2 separate regions of the Sus scrofa genome follow, and region 2 is linked to region 1. The links are chromatin contacts, called in public HiChIP or PLAC-seq maps. All regions are on one chromosome and are shown on one strand. Each heading gives the region's core, a stretch centred on a gene start, on an enhancer-like site or on the middle of the called end of the contact. The rest is flanking DNA. Distances are from core to core; before and after follow the strand shown. Region 1 holds the start of DDX20 (probable ATP-dependent RNA helicase DDX20). Region 2 overlaps RAP1A (ras-related protein Rap-1A).

Region 1 (7,783 bases), core at 3,510-6,009:
TTGCTGCTGACAGCTGCTTTATCAATTAAATTCCACATTCCCAGTCTTCGGAGACGCCACGAACCTCCCTACCTAATAAATCACAGGCCCCCAGTTATTGTTAAATGTCCCATCAGTCTCTAATAAACTCCCTGCCAACGGGAGCAGGTTATTTATTATGCTGCCTGGGCAAGAATGGATTGGGTCCCGATTCTCACAAGGAGAAGAGCAAACGTGACGCCTTCCTCCCTAAAGACGGAGGCTGTGGTATTAAATGGGGGCAATTAATCAACATGGGCCTTGGGCAGCGAGGAGTTTGGTGTAGAGAGAAGGGCCCTTGACTGAAAGCCAGCTAGGCAAGTCCCCATGGCGGGAGGTGGCGCACAGACTGGAGGGACCTGGGCCTTTGCTGCTTCTCCCCATCTCCTCCTCCTGGTCTGAAAAAGTCCTGAAGAGATGGTCACCCCAGGGGCCAAGGGACACAAGTAAAAGCAGTTACTCTCCACATCGAAAGGTGGCCACATGGGATTGATCAAGGTCATGAAACAAAAAATTCTGTCCAGAAGGCCAGATATTGTTACTCAATGAACTTGATATAACTTGTTAATTTTTAATTTTTTTTTTAATTTTTTGTCTTTTTCGGACTGCACCCATATGGAGGTTCCCAGGCTAGGGGTCAAATGGGAGCTGCAGCTGCCAGCCTACACCACAGCCACAGCAATATTGGATCAGAGCTGCATCTGCGACCTACACCACAGCTTACGTCAATGCCAGATCCTTAACCCACTGAGCGGGGCCAGGGATCAAACCCACATCCTCCTGGATACTAGTTGGGTTCATTACTGCTGAGCCACAACAGGAACTCCAACTTAAGTTTATTGATGGTGCTGGGACCCCAAGCAGATAAAGACTATAGGAGGGAAGGTTCCCTGGCCTGGGAGAGAGAACTAGGAAACACGTGCTCAGTCACTGTTGCTGGGTAAACAGCACACACACACACACACACACACACACACACACACACACACACATGCACACGTGCATGCGCATACGCACATGCATACACATATGTACACACACACCCGGAAAGCAGTGTATAATACCTAAAAGCCCTAGGAATTGTTAGGTATAAGAAATAGCGTATAAAGTGGGCCTGGCAGTCACCGCCTCAAATTAGATCCCAGGGTGACATGATGCTCGATGGTCTACAAGTTAAAATCCCAAGTCCTCAGCTTTGGCATCAGTCAAGCCCTGACCTGTATTTCCAGCTGTCTCTCCCTCTATTGCTCCATAATGGTACCCGGCTTTGGGAGAGCCTAACACATTTATTTTATATTCCTTACGGTGGTCGACGAGGTCCTCCATCCTGTGGGACCAAGGCATCTCTGCAGCCTCCTTTCCGGGTTAACTTCTGCATACTGCCTCCGTTCACGCTAAGCGCTCACACCTTCCCTAAGCTCCTTTGGTTTCTCATGCTTCCACGCCTTTGCACAAACTGTTCCCTTTGCCCAGAATATCTTTCTAACTTTGCCTGGTGAGCGCTCCTTCCACCCCCGCTGCCTGAGGAACTCCTTATCTAGCCTCTAGGATCAGCTCAGAAAACTCGGCCCCCAGTGCTTCTTGGGACTTGAGCTTTTTCTCCTGGTGTCCTGCCTTTGGGCGGAAGTGCTAGACTCCAGGGATGAGGAAAAGAGGCATCCGGGCGTGGAGTTTTTCCTGTCCTTCCATGCATGCTTTAAACCACTTTGATTTGGGGTGGGCTTGAGAAGGGCATCGAGAAGAAAGCTAGTGTTCTCTGAATACCAAAAGCCGTTTCTCTCCCTTTCTCAGAAGTTCTCACTCTCTCCCACATGACAGCCGCACTTTGAGCAACTAGGGCCTTGAAAAATGTCAGTACTGCATGATTTTACACCCCCTCTGTTACTTGCATATTTCCTCCACGATCAGAGCTACCTGTTTGCCTCTCTCTTTCTTCCTGGGGGCAAATGCTCTGTTTATTTTTATCCCATTTTTGTACCTCCAGCTTTTGGCTGATTGATATTAAGCGTTTAGAAGATTTCTGTTGAAAGAGGGAATAAAGAGATGTTTGCAGAGGGAGTGCAAATAATAACATTGTCTACCCTTTGTTTCTTTAAGGGTCAAATGAAAAACACTGCCTCTAAAAACCTTCGTTTCTTCCCTTCTTTCCACATACTTCCATGGATCTTCACACCTGGGTGAGCCGCCTTACGTCCCTGGTATTTTTTGTTGTTTGTTTTATGGCCGTACCTGGGGCACATGGAAGTTCCCAGGCAAGGGGTTGAATCCCAGCTGCAGCTGCCGGCCCATGTCACAGCCACAACAAAGAGGGATCCCAGCCATGTCTTTGACCTATGCTGTAGCTTGCAGGAATACCAGATGCCCAACCCACTGAGCGAGGCCAGGGATTGAACCTGCATTCTCTTGGATACTAGTCTGGTTGGTAACCTGCTGAGCCACGATAGGAGCTCCCCTGTCTGTGTTTTTATTTACATTATGTTCCTTCCTTTCGGCTGCAGAAACCTCCATTGTGAAATGATTGCTTAGGACCACTTGAACCTGAAAATCCATTCTGAGTCTCTGTTTTACTCTGGCTTCTTCAGTTCATAGAAGCTTTCCCTCTTCTTGTTTCCAGGTGGACAGAACAGCAGAAAAAGAGGCTGGGGTCCCATTGTGATTTTATCCTGAGGGAGGCCGGGAGGCAGACAACAGTCCAACAGGTTTCTGTGTCTGTTACTCTCATGCTTTACCTGGTTCTTAAATGGTCTATAAAACCTTTATGTTTTAACTTTACAGCACTAAAAATTATGACCAACAACATGATTATAATTTTTAACCACTGAGGAAAAATTTCATTAATTTGTGTTTTTAGTTACGGCAATAGAATTCATCCCTAGTAACATTACTGCAATATTCGTGTCCATAAAACTGTAAACAACAAAAGCAATAACACAATGTCTATAAAACTATAAGTGTTCTTCTCTGGGAAAGTAGGGTTTTTCTCTTGGGATGAGAGCTGGCTTTTTCATGGGTGATTGGTATGAGTTCTACAGAACTATTGCTGGGAGCATGAAAATCCGGCTCCATAAAAATCAGTTTGAGCAAGAAAAGGTCCACTCTTCAAAGTTGATTAGGTCCACCAAGGGCCTGGTACTGGGCTGGAGGGCATAGGGCAATGAAATTTCCATCCTTTTGAAACTCGTAGCTTAGTGAGAAGGATGGAGATTTAAAGAAGTAAACAAAAGACAAATAAATAAATAAATAAATAAATAAAGAAGTAAACAGAACAAAGTAAGAGCTGGGCTGGAATCATTTATTGTGAGAAGTGGGAGCCTGGAACTAAAAAAAGGCTGTCAGAAGGAACAGGATCTGAAGCTGGACCCAAGCAACCTAAGATATCCACTGAAGAAAGATCACTCCAGCACCTGTGGGTGGGTGGCTGGGAGAGAAGAAACCCTGCCTGGGGGGGGGGGAATTATTCAGGAGGTTGTTGCAACAGTTACCATGATGAAGGGACCTAAGAATAGAACAGATGCTATGGAGACTGGAGAAAAGAAATGGATGAAATACTTGGAGGCAAAATTACCAGCCCTCGCGTAATTGTTAGGGGAAAGGGATAGTGGAGGGTGGAATATAGAGCAAGTCCCAGGTTTGGGATTTGGGGATTAGGTAGATGAGGAAAGTGGGGTACTTACTAAGAGAAAGTGTGGAAAGCCCACTCCCAACAGCCCTCCTTCTTTCATATGAACAGCTGACATTTTCTCAATGTTCTGTAAATTTCTAAGAAAAAATGCATCCTGAAGACCCCTTTCCAATGGATTGCCATGCCAAAGTCCCTCCTACACCCTTTGGAATCTGAATTGAGTGTGTGTGTGTGTGTGTGTCTCGGAGAAGGGAAGAATGAGACCAGTGAGAGAGAATGACCAGAATTATGGTATAAGGACAAAGGAAAAAGTTAGGGTTCGGTGCAGAATAACTTTAGATTTGGAACTGTGAAAAGGTTTGGTTCCAGAAATCCTTACACTTGGAGGACTTTGTTATCGGAGCTCGTTTATTCAGTAAATATCGAGCACCATGTCGGACTGGTTTTTTCTGATGAGAGATACTGCAGAGAACAAGAGAGAATAGGTCCCTGCCCTCATACAGTGGGGGAGACAGACAATAAACACAAATGACTTCAGCTAATGCTAAGTACCATGAAGAAAAATAAAGCAGAAGGGATCAGAGAGTAGGGGGAAACGCCAGGGAGCCGCCGGGATGGGGGAGCTATCTCAGGGTGTTTAGGAAAAGTCCTCTTTGACAAGGTGACATCTGAGCAGACTTAGGTAAAGACTGTTGTCATCCATGAGATGCCGGTGGGGAAAGGACAGAAGCTACACACAGAAAACGCTAAATCTGAGCTATCAGACATCGAATGGAGGTGTTGAGAAGGAGGTGGATGTAACAGGTCTGGAGTTGAGAGAGGCCTAAGGTGGAGATATGGATTTGGAAGTTGTCAGCACAATTTAATTTACTTCGATCAGACCTCACTGTGTGCCAGGGGCTGGGGCAGAGATGAGTACAGCGGCACGTGAGGAGGCTGCAAGTTGGGGCGGGCCAGGGATGGGGATCGGGAGGAATGGACGGCGGAGCCGAGGTCCGGGGGCGGGACCGTGACGCACTGGGCGCATCACAAAAGGCAGCATTGTGAGGCTGGCGACGGGGCGGTGCACGGCTGGGAGGACCCGCCCACAGAGGGCTGGGGGGGCGGGGCGGCGCTCCCACCGTGAGCGCGCGGCGCCCTCTGCAGGCCGCAGGCGGCGGCGTCACACAGGTAGCCTCAGTCTCCCTCTCCTCCCTTTTCCCGCCTTCCTCAGGCCACAGTTTTTCCTTGTAGCTGCTGTTTCCGAGTCTTTCTAAGCCTCCGACTTCCGTCCCTTGCCCCTCCTCTTCGAGGCCCGCCTGTCTGTGTCTTCGCGGGAAGACTGCCAATAAAGTTTTTCCTCTTCTCGCTCTCAGGCGCCTCGCCTCGCCCCCAAATACCGCGAGATCCGGCGGCGCGGCTCCCATGGCGGCGGCGACGACGGAAGCCCCAGCGGCCTTAGCGACCGTGGAGCCTGCGATGCCCGCGGAACCTGCGATGCCCGCGGAGCAGGTGGCCGGGCAGTTCTCGGCCTCAGAGCCAGCCTCCCTGCCCGTGCGGAGCCTTCGGACGGCTCACGACGTCGGCGGCCCGCGGACCCGCACCGGGGACGTGCTGTTGGCAGAGCCGGCGGACTTCGAGTCGCTGCTGCTGTCCCGGCCGGTGCTGGAGGGGCTGCGGGCGGCCGGATTCGAGCGACCGTCGCCCGTGCAGCTCAAGGCCATCCCTCTAGGGCGCTGCGGACTCGGTGAGGGCGGGGGCCCTGGAGGGCGGGAGGGAGGAAGGGGGGCAGCGGCGGCTGGGCCCGCGGCGAGGGCGGGGGACGCCCCACGCTCGCGAGCCTCAGTTTCTGCCTCTGTCAAACGGAGGCTCAGTCCTGAATTTGAAGGTGATTAAGGTCCATTGCACACCGACCAGTGGGTCTAGGCTTGAGAGGATAAACGGTAGTAAGGATCTCATCCTGGATTAGAGTAGGCCATAAATGCAATGACAAGAGTCCTTAGAAGAGAAGGGAGACGGAGAAGAGAGCCATGTGAAATGGAGGCGGAGATCGGAGTTAATGCGCTCCAAACCAAAAAATGTCTGGAGGCATCAAAAGCTGGAAGACACAAGGAAGGATTGAACCAGTGAACTTTTGGAGGGAAAGTGGCCCCGCTGTTTTCATACTTCTAGCCTCCAAAACTTTGAGGACATAAATTCCTGCTTTCTAGGCCAGAAGAAAAAAAATAAAAGAAATAAATGATAGAGGTCCAGAGAGGAAGCATGTGTCTGGATATGGCCTCATACCTTTTTTTAAGAGTTAACTTAAAACGAAGGTGCTAACGTTAGGTGATTCCTGGAGACCGTTCTAGTTCTGGGATTTCATGTTGGTACCTCATCTTCCGTCTGTCCTAGCTAGTGATAATTTTTTTTTTCCTCCTCAGATTTAATTGTTCAAGCTAAGTCTGGCACTGGGAAAACCTGTGTATTTTCCACCATTGCTTTGGACTCTCTTGTCCTTGAAAACTTAAGCACCCAGGTGAGTTTAGCTCAGAGGACCCAAAGGAGGGTATGTTATGTGGATTTTACTACAGGGCAGATGAAATACCAGTAACTCATCAGAGGTAGAAGTAAATTTGGTGAATGACTGCGTTAAGACATATGGAAAGTAGGCATTGAGGCTGTTGAGTGGTGGTGGTGCGAATGGTGACCATTATACATTATGTTATTATATATTATACATTATATTGTGTTACAGAAACTTGGACATTTCTGTCATTACTCCTGTTAAATAAAATAAATCTGCCAAGTGTGTCAGTTTTGTCATTACTTGAAACTACAGATAAGGAGTCTTTGTTCTTTTATTTGCTCCTGGGTTGTAGTGAGGTTTAGCATTTGGCCTGATTCATGGTAATGAGGTGCTGATAATTGCGGGTGGTTCTTCCAGTGAATGCATCATATTGATCTCCCTTCTTCTGGGTTCTTTCTGAGTAGATCTAAGAGAGCCTTACCTAAATTAACAGGGATTGGATTTGGGGATCATTTCTCTCCAAAGATTTGTTGAGCCCCTGTTATGTATAAACAGTATGCCAGGCACTGGGGATACGAAGATGAATCAGTTAGGATCCTTATACTCTTACCGTGTGATTATGCAGTTACGACAGACTGTATTTCAAGTTCTCAGTCATGTAAATCTGATGGTGATTCTTCAGCAGTGTTTTTTAACCCAGATACCCATATTCATCTTCTGTAAAGCTTTTTTTTTTTTTTTTTTTTGTCTTTTTGCTATTTATTGGGCCGCTCCCACGGCATATGGAGGTTCCCAGGCTAGGGGTCGAATCGGAGCTGTAGCTGCCGGCCTACACCAGAGCCGCAGCAACACTGGATCCAAGCCGTGTCTGCAACCTACACCACAGCTCACGGCAACGCCGGATCGTTAACCCACTGAGCAAGGGCAGGGACCGAACCCGCAACCTCATGGTTCCTAGTCGGATTCGTTAACCACTGCGCCACGATGGGAACTCCCTGTAAGGCTTTTTGAGTCCTACCATCTCTCTGCCCAATCCTGAGTGATGCTGCACATAGTCCCACTTCCCAAGGACCTCCGCTAGTCTCATGACTTGAGATAGAAGTAGTTGAGATTTTGGCTTCTGACAATTTGCCAGCAGGTCAAATGCCTAAGCTCTGAATGAGTTCCATAAGTAAGATTTTTTATTAACTTAAGATCTTTGTGGTATCAAAGTCATGCATATTCATTTTTGAAAATTGGGAAAATTCTGAAAAAGGAGAAGTACCCAAACCAAAATATAATCTCACCCAGAGAGAAACTGCTATTCACAGTTTGGCGTATTTTCTTCTAGTCTTTTTAAGCGGTTTTTTCCTTCTCATAGTTGAGAACATGTAATTTCACCTTCTTTTCTTACAGTCGTTGTATTGCACAGTTTTCACCACGGCTCTCAAGGCCTTTCATGACCGAGCCTCTGGAGCTAGATCTCTGACCCTGATTTGGTTCAGCCACATGGGCCTCCTTGCTGGTCCCCAAAACACCAAGAACCCTACCATGTTAAAGCCTTGGCATTTGCTGTTTCCTCTTCCTGAAAATAATTCCCTGGGTGTCCCAAGCTAGCTAGCTCTATGGGTACATTTAGGTCTCTGCTCAGAAGTTCTCTCTTTAGAGGGGCCTTC
Region 2 (7,783 bases), core at 3,794-6,293, 50 kb before region 1:
GTGCCAGCTGTTCAGGAAATATCTCGCAACTACCTTCTGTCCTTCTTTTCATTTACGGAATGACAAAATATCTAGTCTTATAGAAATTTAAGAGATAAAAGTAGATGATCTGAAAAAGATGGGTGTATAGTGTCTTCCAATGAAAAGAACAAGGGTTTGAAATCAGGAAGGGATACTTTTGAATTTCAGCTGGCAAATCAGAAAAACTTGATTTTCCCCCACAATTAGAAAGGCTGTTTGAAGACTGTTTAAAATTTACAGTCTCTCCTTTGAGGGCATAAGATAAAAATTGCTACAGATTCATAAAGGAGTAATAAGACTTTAAATACTGATAAATTTTCACATTTTAATAAATTAGAATCCATATCCTTATATGTATCTTATTTGTATCTTCATTGTACTTTGAAACTTAATGTAGTAATTATTTTAACAGTGTAATGTCAGCAGCAGCATTGCTGACAGTTTTTAACACAACCACTTCCTTTCCTAAGTATACTCTTAATTATGAATGTATCCTTATATTGAAAAATAATGATACTTTACAATTTGCATTTTTACCAGAGTTTTCACATAATTTCATTTAATCGTTGCGATTTTGCAAGGTTAAGTAACATTTAAGAGGGGCTGATTTTTCTTTTAAGTCCTTAACTTTTGTCTGCTTTTTTTTTTTTTAGACCGTTCAATTTGTTCAGGGAATTTTTGTGGAAAAATATGACCCAACGATAGAAGATTCCTACAGAAAGGTAAAATGTGAAACGTGTATGCTCATGCTTACAAGTAGTTTCTTATGACTTTAAAACTTGATCCCTGGAATTGCTTTTTTAAAAATAGTTCTGAGAAATGACCCAATGTTCTGTATCTGTTTTTAAAAGTTTCACCAAGACGTGGTATTTTTCGTAGAATATTGCTTAGCTAAAGAGAGCTCCACATTCTCTCGCTGATTAATGTAATCAGTCCTTTAATATACCCATTTTCTTGGTGGCCTTTTTTTTTAATATAGAAAAATTGCATATAAATAGTAGGTATATTTTTGATGACTCTTTGTGTGAACTAAAATTAAGATCACTTTATACTTGAGGTTATCCAGTGACTGAAAGTTATTTTTGTTTAATTATATAATAACTTTAAAGATATTTCACCTTTAGACTATAAAAAATTAGACAGTTGGAGTCTGTGTAATAATTTAGTGTAGATACATGGCCTCATACATTTGTCTTAACCTGTAGCATGTACAACATCAAGAGTAAAACTGCAGACTATGGACTTTGCATGATAATGGTGCAAATGCAGGTTCACTGATTTTCACAAATGTACCACTTTGGTGCAGGATGCCGATGGTGGGGGAGGCTAGCGGGGAACAGGAAAATGGTATGTGGGAACTCTACTTTTTCTGCTGTTTTGCTGTGAACCTAAAACTGCTTTCTAAAAAGTAAAGTTTGTTTAAAAGGAAAAGAAATTTAAGTAGTTGGTCTTGACAAAAAAATACTGTTCTATTTAATTAGAAAACTAGCTGGAATTGTGGAGAATTTTCAAGTCTTTATTTCCCAAGTATGGTGGGGGCAGCGGTAGGGAGGGAGACAGTGTTGTAAGAAAGCCTAGTAGCCAACGATACATTAAAGAAAAAAAAAAAAAAAAAGATTAAACCTCCCTTCCAACAAATGAGAAAGAATTGCTTTGTTGGATGTTAAAATTTACCTTAAATAGTGCTATAATTTCTGTTGAATTAAATTCTTCAAGCCTACCGGAATAGCAGTTTCATTATCTGTAAATTGGAAACCAAATGGTGGTACATTGAGAAACCACAGAGTGAATTCATTATTCGTTGAACATACGCATTCACAGAGAGGGCAGATTATTATCACTTTAGTCCCGTAAACAATGGAACAGTGGAGTTTGGGACTCTACCCATCGTGCTCCTCATCAATCCCTGATGTGACACAGAAGCAGAGTTTAAAATAGTCCTTAGGTCAGTATGTCTATTTTTAGAAGACAGTGTTGCATTACTGAAATTTCCCCCAAATCAGTTGCTGGTTAAAGCATTAACTGCAAACAAAGATCTGTACCTTGAATGTCAAAGATTTTACACTTTTCTAAATCCCTTCTTTATTAAAAAATGTCCACACGGTTAATAGTTGATACTTGCTTTAGGCCAACCTTCTCTTCTGTGCAACACTGGGAAAGTAGAACCCAGTATCTAAAAGTTTGCCTTATGCACACAGTTTTTCCAAAGACGTAGAAGTCTTGAGAGCTGTAGGAGTTCAGTGTTATTCTGTGTTCCCTTTTAACTCTTAAATTAATGCTCCTGTGTGTTAAATTTGGGGCATTGTTTAGTAAAACTCTAACAGCTTGAATGTGGTAAGTTGGCAAAGTTTTCTTTACCCTCCCAGTCTTGGCTATATTTTGAACTATTTAGTACTTGTGTGCTTTGTTTTGAAGAGAATATAAATATACATACTTTATCCATTTTTCCCCTGTTAGAATTATACCTGTTGGTTATAGTTTTTCTTAAATTACAGGGTATGACCGTTGCCTTTTAATAACAACACAAATCAGTACTCAGTGTTCATAGTGGTCAGAAAATGCCTAAACTCAGCATCAGCAGTCCTGGCTTTGTAGTATTAATAGAATGTGTTTGAGACCTCCTGTTCTTTATTGTAGCACCAAGTTAGATCTCCACCGATACAGGAAACTGCTAGAGAAAGGCTTTGTAGTTGTTAATAGGTACTTTGAGCAAAGAAGTGGGAGGAAAACAGACTGACATTTTGATGTTACTTTTTCATCCCCCTCCACCCCCGCACCCTACCCCAACAGCAAGTTGAAGTAGACTGCCAACAGTGTATGCTCGAAATCCTGGATACAGCGGGAACGGTAAGCATGTTTTCTCTTTTTGTGATCGATTTTAATTTGTGAATAGGTTTTTGTCGCCTGAACGGTTCCTCTGAGTAAAAGCATTTATTCTGATTAAGAACTTGGTCTCTGTGTAGGACTTCTTAAATTTTCTTATGTGGGTGGCACTATCTATGATGTACTTAATGCTCACATATCAGTGTTAGATGTTGAGCTCATCTGCAGAATCTGTGTGTTGAATTTCTTTTCCCTGTATTGAGGTAAAAATTGTGCTATTACTGCTTTCTAAGAAAAGAAAAAAAAAGGCATTTTAAATTCAGATCACGGTCATTCATTTTTTTAAAAATTGGTTTAGTAGCACTTTTAACATCTCAAGGTTTATTAGCATTTTAACATCTCTGGTGACAGATATGTATTTCTGACCAAAAGTCTTTAGGATTATTTTGAGCCTAATTTTTCACATCCTTAAATGAGTATAATGACGTTAGTACATTATAGGGTGCTTGTAGTGATCAAATGCAATAGTGATTATAAATCACTTGGCACAAAATGCCTTTTATATGGTTTGAGTTCTCTGTATTTGCTTTTATTTTCATTGTCTTCATTTGTCACCTTTTTTATTTTTTATTTTTTTATTTTATTTTATTTTATTTTTAGGGCCTAACCTGTGGTATATGGAAGTTCCTAGGCCAGTGTCATATCAGAGCTACAAGTGCAGCCTATACCACAGCCACAGCAGTGCCAGATCTGAGCCGCATCTGAGACCTATGCTGCAGCTTGTGGTAACGCTGGACTCTTCACCCACTGAGTGAGGCCGGGGATAGAACCCGCATCCTCATGGATACTAGTTGGGCTCATTACCGCTGAGCTACAGAGGGAACTCCATGTATCATGTCTTGTGTTTCCTTCATGAAAACACATAATTAAAAATTCAGTAGCTTACGTATGATTATTCTGATTTAAATTGTTTCAGTATACATTCAAGAAGTTATATTTATATAATTGCATATTTTTTATTATAGGAGCAATTTACAGCGATGAGAGATTTGTATATGAAGAATGGCCAAGGGTTTGCACTAGTATATTCTATTACAGCTCAGTCCACGTTTAATGACTTACAGGACCTGAGGGAACAGATTTTACGGGTTAAGGACACAGAAGATGTAAGTTTTTCTCTCATGTATAGCACACCACTGTCTCTCCGTGGCCAAATAAAAAATGTCCTTTGTCTATCAGCAGAAGATTTGGAGGGTATCTTCCACGTGCCTAAAAGAGCCCTTGTGACCAAAAGCAATTTTAAGCTTTCTAAATTTACCTGCAGATTATATGCTGAGATGGTTGGAAAAGGAGGACATGTGTATAAAGTTCTTTCTCTCCTCACCACTCACATGGTGCTGTGGGGGTCACAGGTGCAGTAGAGAAGGAGGCATCCCAGAGCACGTGGTAGAGGCGGGACGCAGGTTGGGCTCAGAAAGGTGGTAGTTATGTCAGAAGAGCATGGTATGTCCTTGGTTCTAAAATTCTGTTGATACAGTTTTTGCTCACAGTTTTATCCTTTGAGTTATGGTAAAGATTTTAATGAACTGGGTTTTTATATTTTTTAATTTTATTTTAGTTGTAGAATTCCTTTTTTTTTTTTTTTTTTTTGTCTTTTCTAGGGCCGCTCCTGTGGCATATGGAGGTTCCCAGGCTAGGGGTTGAATTGGAGCTGTAGCCACCGGCCTACGCCAGAGGCACAGCAACGCGGGATCCGAGCCGCGTCTGCAACCTACACCACAGCTCACGGCAACGCCGGATCGTTAACCCACTGAGCAAGGGCGGGGACCGAACCCGCAACCTCATGGTTCCTAGTCGGATTCGTTAACCACTGCGCCACGACGGGAACTCCTAAAGTTATTTTTTAATGGTAAAACACACTGTTTTAGAATTCCTGTCTTTTTGAACAATAGCATTGTTGTGCCTTTTTGCAAAGATGACATGTATGTTTTACATGTTTGTCTCAGTTTTGTCTCTAGAGATTTCCTTTTCAAAAGTTGTATAAATTAGAATATAAAATTTCATTCGTACCTTCCTTTCTGTTTTTGTGTGTTCTTTCTCATTATTAATGGGAACATATGCACCTGCTTAGGACCTTAGCTGTGCGGAATATTGTAGGCGGGAAGGATTTGCACCATATGACTCATGCCCAACCGTAAACCTAATGAATAGTTCTCTTTCTTCCCGTGACTGATTCATCCAAGAGAGTTCTCTTTTCATAGGCAATTACATGCAAATCACTGAACCTCTGGTAATGTTCATCTCTTTATCCCATGAAATCAACTAAAGAAGACTGAGTTCTAGATGAAGACATAGCTGCTCAATGGCTTTATTTTTATTCTTGCTCTTTTTGAATCTCTCACCTAAGCTGGTCTTCAGATCTAGGCATCAGTTACAGGAGTAAAACGTACTACTGCATCAGTCTTGCCACTGCTTTTGGCAGTCATTGGTCCTGTGAGATGAGGCACTTACTTAAAACACAGGGCAGTGTGTACGTTCTTCTCTGTATTGCAGGCGCTTCCCCTTTCCTTCAGATTTTTCTAGTTGGAATTCAGCTGTTAGCATTATTCACATGAGAATTTTGGGATTATATTCGTAAAATAATTTAGCAGATCAGTGTTATGGGATCACTTCTGTATTTTTTTCTGTCTCTTCCCCCTCCACCTTCTCCCCAACACACATACATAACATTTTTTTTTAAGCACTTGCATAGTCCTAACTAACCCATTTCAGTTGGTGGCAGGTATTTGCTTACTTATAAGAGGCTGAGTAACTAGTATGTTAGTGTTCATTATGTGTTTTTTCCTTCCCACAGGTTCCAATGATTTTGGTTGGCAATAAATGTGACCTGGAAGATGAGCGAGTAGTTGGCAAAGAACAGGGTCAGAATTTAGCAAGACAGTGGTGTAACTGTGCCTTTTTAGAATCTTCTGCAAAGTCAAAGATCAACGTTAATGAGGTAATCTACAGCTGCTAGGCAGCACAAATAAGTGCCTTTTTTGTTTCCTTTAGGTTAACAACCCAAAACGTTTTTTTAAAAGAAAAAATGGTCTTCTTTTAAGCAGTCTTTATCAGTTTATGGAAAACACCAATTAATTCCCAGAAACCATATTCCTTCTCTTACATAAAATCATGTTGATGGCTCTGATGAGGACACTTATATGTACCTTATTGGCAAAGAGGAAGTTTAAGTTAAAGAATATGTTTAAAGTCCTGCTGAGCCTCCAAATGATACACCAGAAAGTGGTGTGTGAAGAGTGTTGCATCACCCTTGTATTCTAATAATTACCTATGCAGATATGTATGAATAGATTGTAAAGTCAAGTGGAGACGACCAAAATCAAAGTAGTTACTGTCGTGAACTTAACGTTGTACAGAAAGATATCACAGAATTTGTTGTTCTGAGTTCTGCTTCCCTTTGGTGTATCACTCAAAGGGAAGAAGCTGTGTGGATGGATACAGAACTGAAATTCTCTCGGTTTTTTAGGCCTCATACCACAGGCGCACGTGGCTTTTTTTTTTTTTTTTTGGTCTGTGACTTAACCACTGCACTATCTTGAGAACAGGAATACTTATAGTAAGTACGCATGCCTGCCTGGATGTAAAGGGCCAGTAGTTTCCTGGATCCCTAAAAGAGTAGTGCAGTCCCCAGCTGCCACCACCACACCCAAGCAGAAACTTCAGAGCTTACCATTGCTTTTATTAATGTTAACAAAAGCCTTTTTAAAACAAAAAATAGGAGTTCCCGTTGTGGCTAAGTGGTAACAAACCCGACTAGTATCCATGAGGACACGGGTTTAATCCCTAGCTCTAGTCAGTGAGTTAAGAATCCGGCGTTGCCATGACCTGCAGTATAGGTCGAAGACACAACTCAGACCTGATGTTGATGTGGCTGTGGTGTATGTAGGCTGGCAGTTGCAGCCCTGATTTGACCCCTAGCCTGGGAACCTCCATATGCTGCAGGTATGTCCCTTCAGAAAGACCAAAAAAAGAGTTCCCATCGTGGCTCAGTAGAAACGAATCTAACATCCATGAGGACACAGGTTTGATCCCTGGCTTTGTTCAGTGGATTAAGGATCCGGTGTTGCTGTGAGCTGTGGTGTAGGTCGCAGATGAGGCTTGGATCTGATGTTGCTGTGGCTGTGGTGCAGGCCAGCAACTGCAGCTCTGATTTGACCCATAGCCTGGGAACCTCCATATGCTGTAGATGCAGCCCTAAAAACAAACAAACAACAACAACAAAAAACAGAGAAGGCTTCTTGCTTTTCCCAGTAATGCAAAAGTCTTCATTTACCAGTAAAGCATGCCATTTGTAGCATCACAGGTAACCAGTCAGAATTAGCACACTTCCAACATAGATAAGAGTTAAGAGTGAGTTAGGGTAGCAGAATCCGGTGGTTTTTTGCTTGCTGTTCCTCTCTGGCCTTTGGTTTTCTGGGTCACTTTTCGTTGACTGATATTATGATTTTAGACTATTATTATCTGACTTTTTACTTTTTTATTTATGTATTTTTTTATGGCCACACCCACAGCATATAGAAGTTCCCAGGCCAGGAATTGAACCTGCATCACTGCAGCAACCCAATCTGCTGCAGTGACAATGCTGGATCCTTAACTGCTGTGCCACAGACAACTCTAAAAATAGTTATTGCTAATTCACTGCGAAGTAAATGAAAAGAAGTATGAAATGCTTCCAGTTTCACCTTTCTCTGTTGTAGAATTATAATTTCATAGATTTTGTTTTCCACAGATGTTATTTTGAAAAACATGGCCAATCATAAATTTTCAATTTTGGGTATAATCTTACTCTACCTATTCCAAACCAAAAAAAAAAAAAAAAGAGAGAGAGAGAGCATGGTAACTTTGAGGTAAAATCACATTAGGATTGATGAGTGGGCTT

What was found. HiChIP or PLAC-seq counts read pairs in DNA pulled down with a chosen protein or histone mark.
Region 2: an H3K27ac HiChIP or PLAC-seq map of alveolar macrophages shows a contact between it and region 1. The contact joins the enhancer-like site here to the promoter of DDX20 in region 1. A contact is called at or near these places in 16 of 47 Hi-C or Micro-C datasets (alveolar macrophages, blood, embryonic fibroblasts and 10 more) and 2 of 2 datasets of contacts at active chromatin or transcription factors (alveolar macrophages and skeletal muscle).

Annotation. Positions count from the first base shown.
Region 1 is chr4:108,633,358-108,641,140 of Sscrofa11.1, reverse strand. It overlaps DDX20 (probable ATP-dependent RNA helicase DDX20), which reads left to right and starts at 4,759. Exons shown (of 12, transcript XM_001928544.4): 1 at 4,759-4,810; 2 at 4,996-5,366; 3 at 6,043-6,137. The coding sequence starts at 5,045.
Region 2 is chr4:108,684,056-108,691,838 of Sscrofa11.1, reverse strand. RAP1A (ras-related protein Rap-1A) reads left to right here. Exons shown (of 8, transcript XM_021090035.1): 3 at 675-743; 4 at 2,812-2,868; 5 at 3,870-4,010; 6 at 5,699-5,842. The coding sequence starts at 2,839. Among named protein-coding and RNA genes, the nearest start is that of FAM212B, 37 kb to the right of the region's middle. Within about 2 kb of position 5,043, at least 3 of the 83 cell types and tissues checked have an H3K27ac peak or open chromatin away from gene starts, as enhancers often do. A contact at or near this core is called in alveolar macrophages, where this site is marked.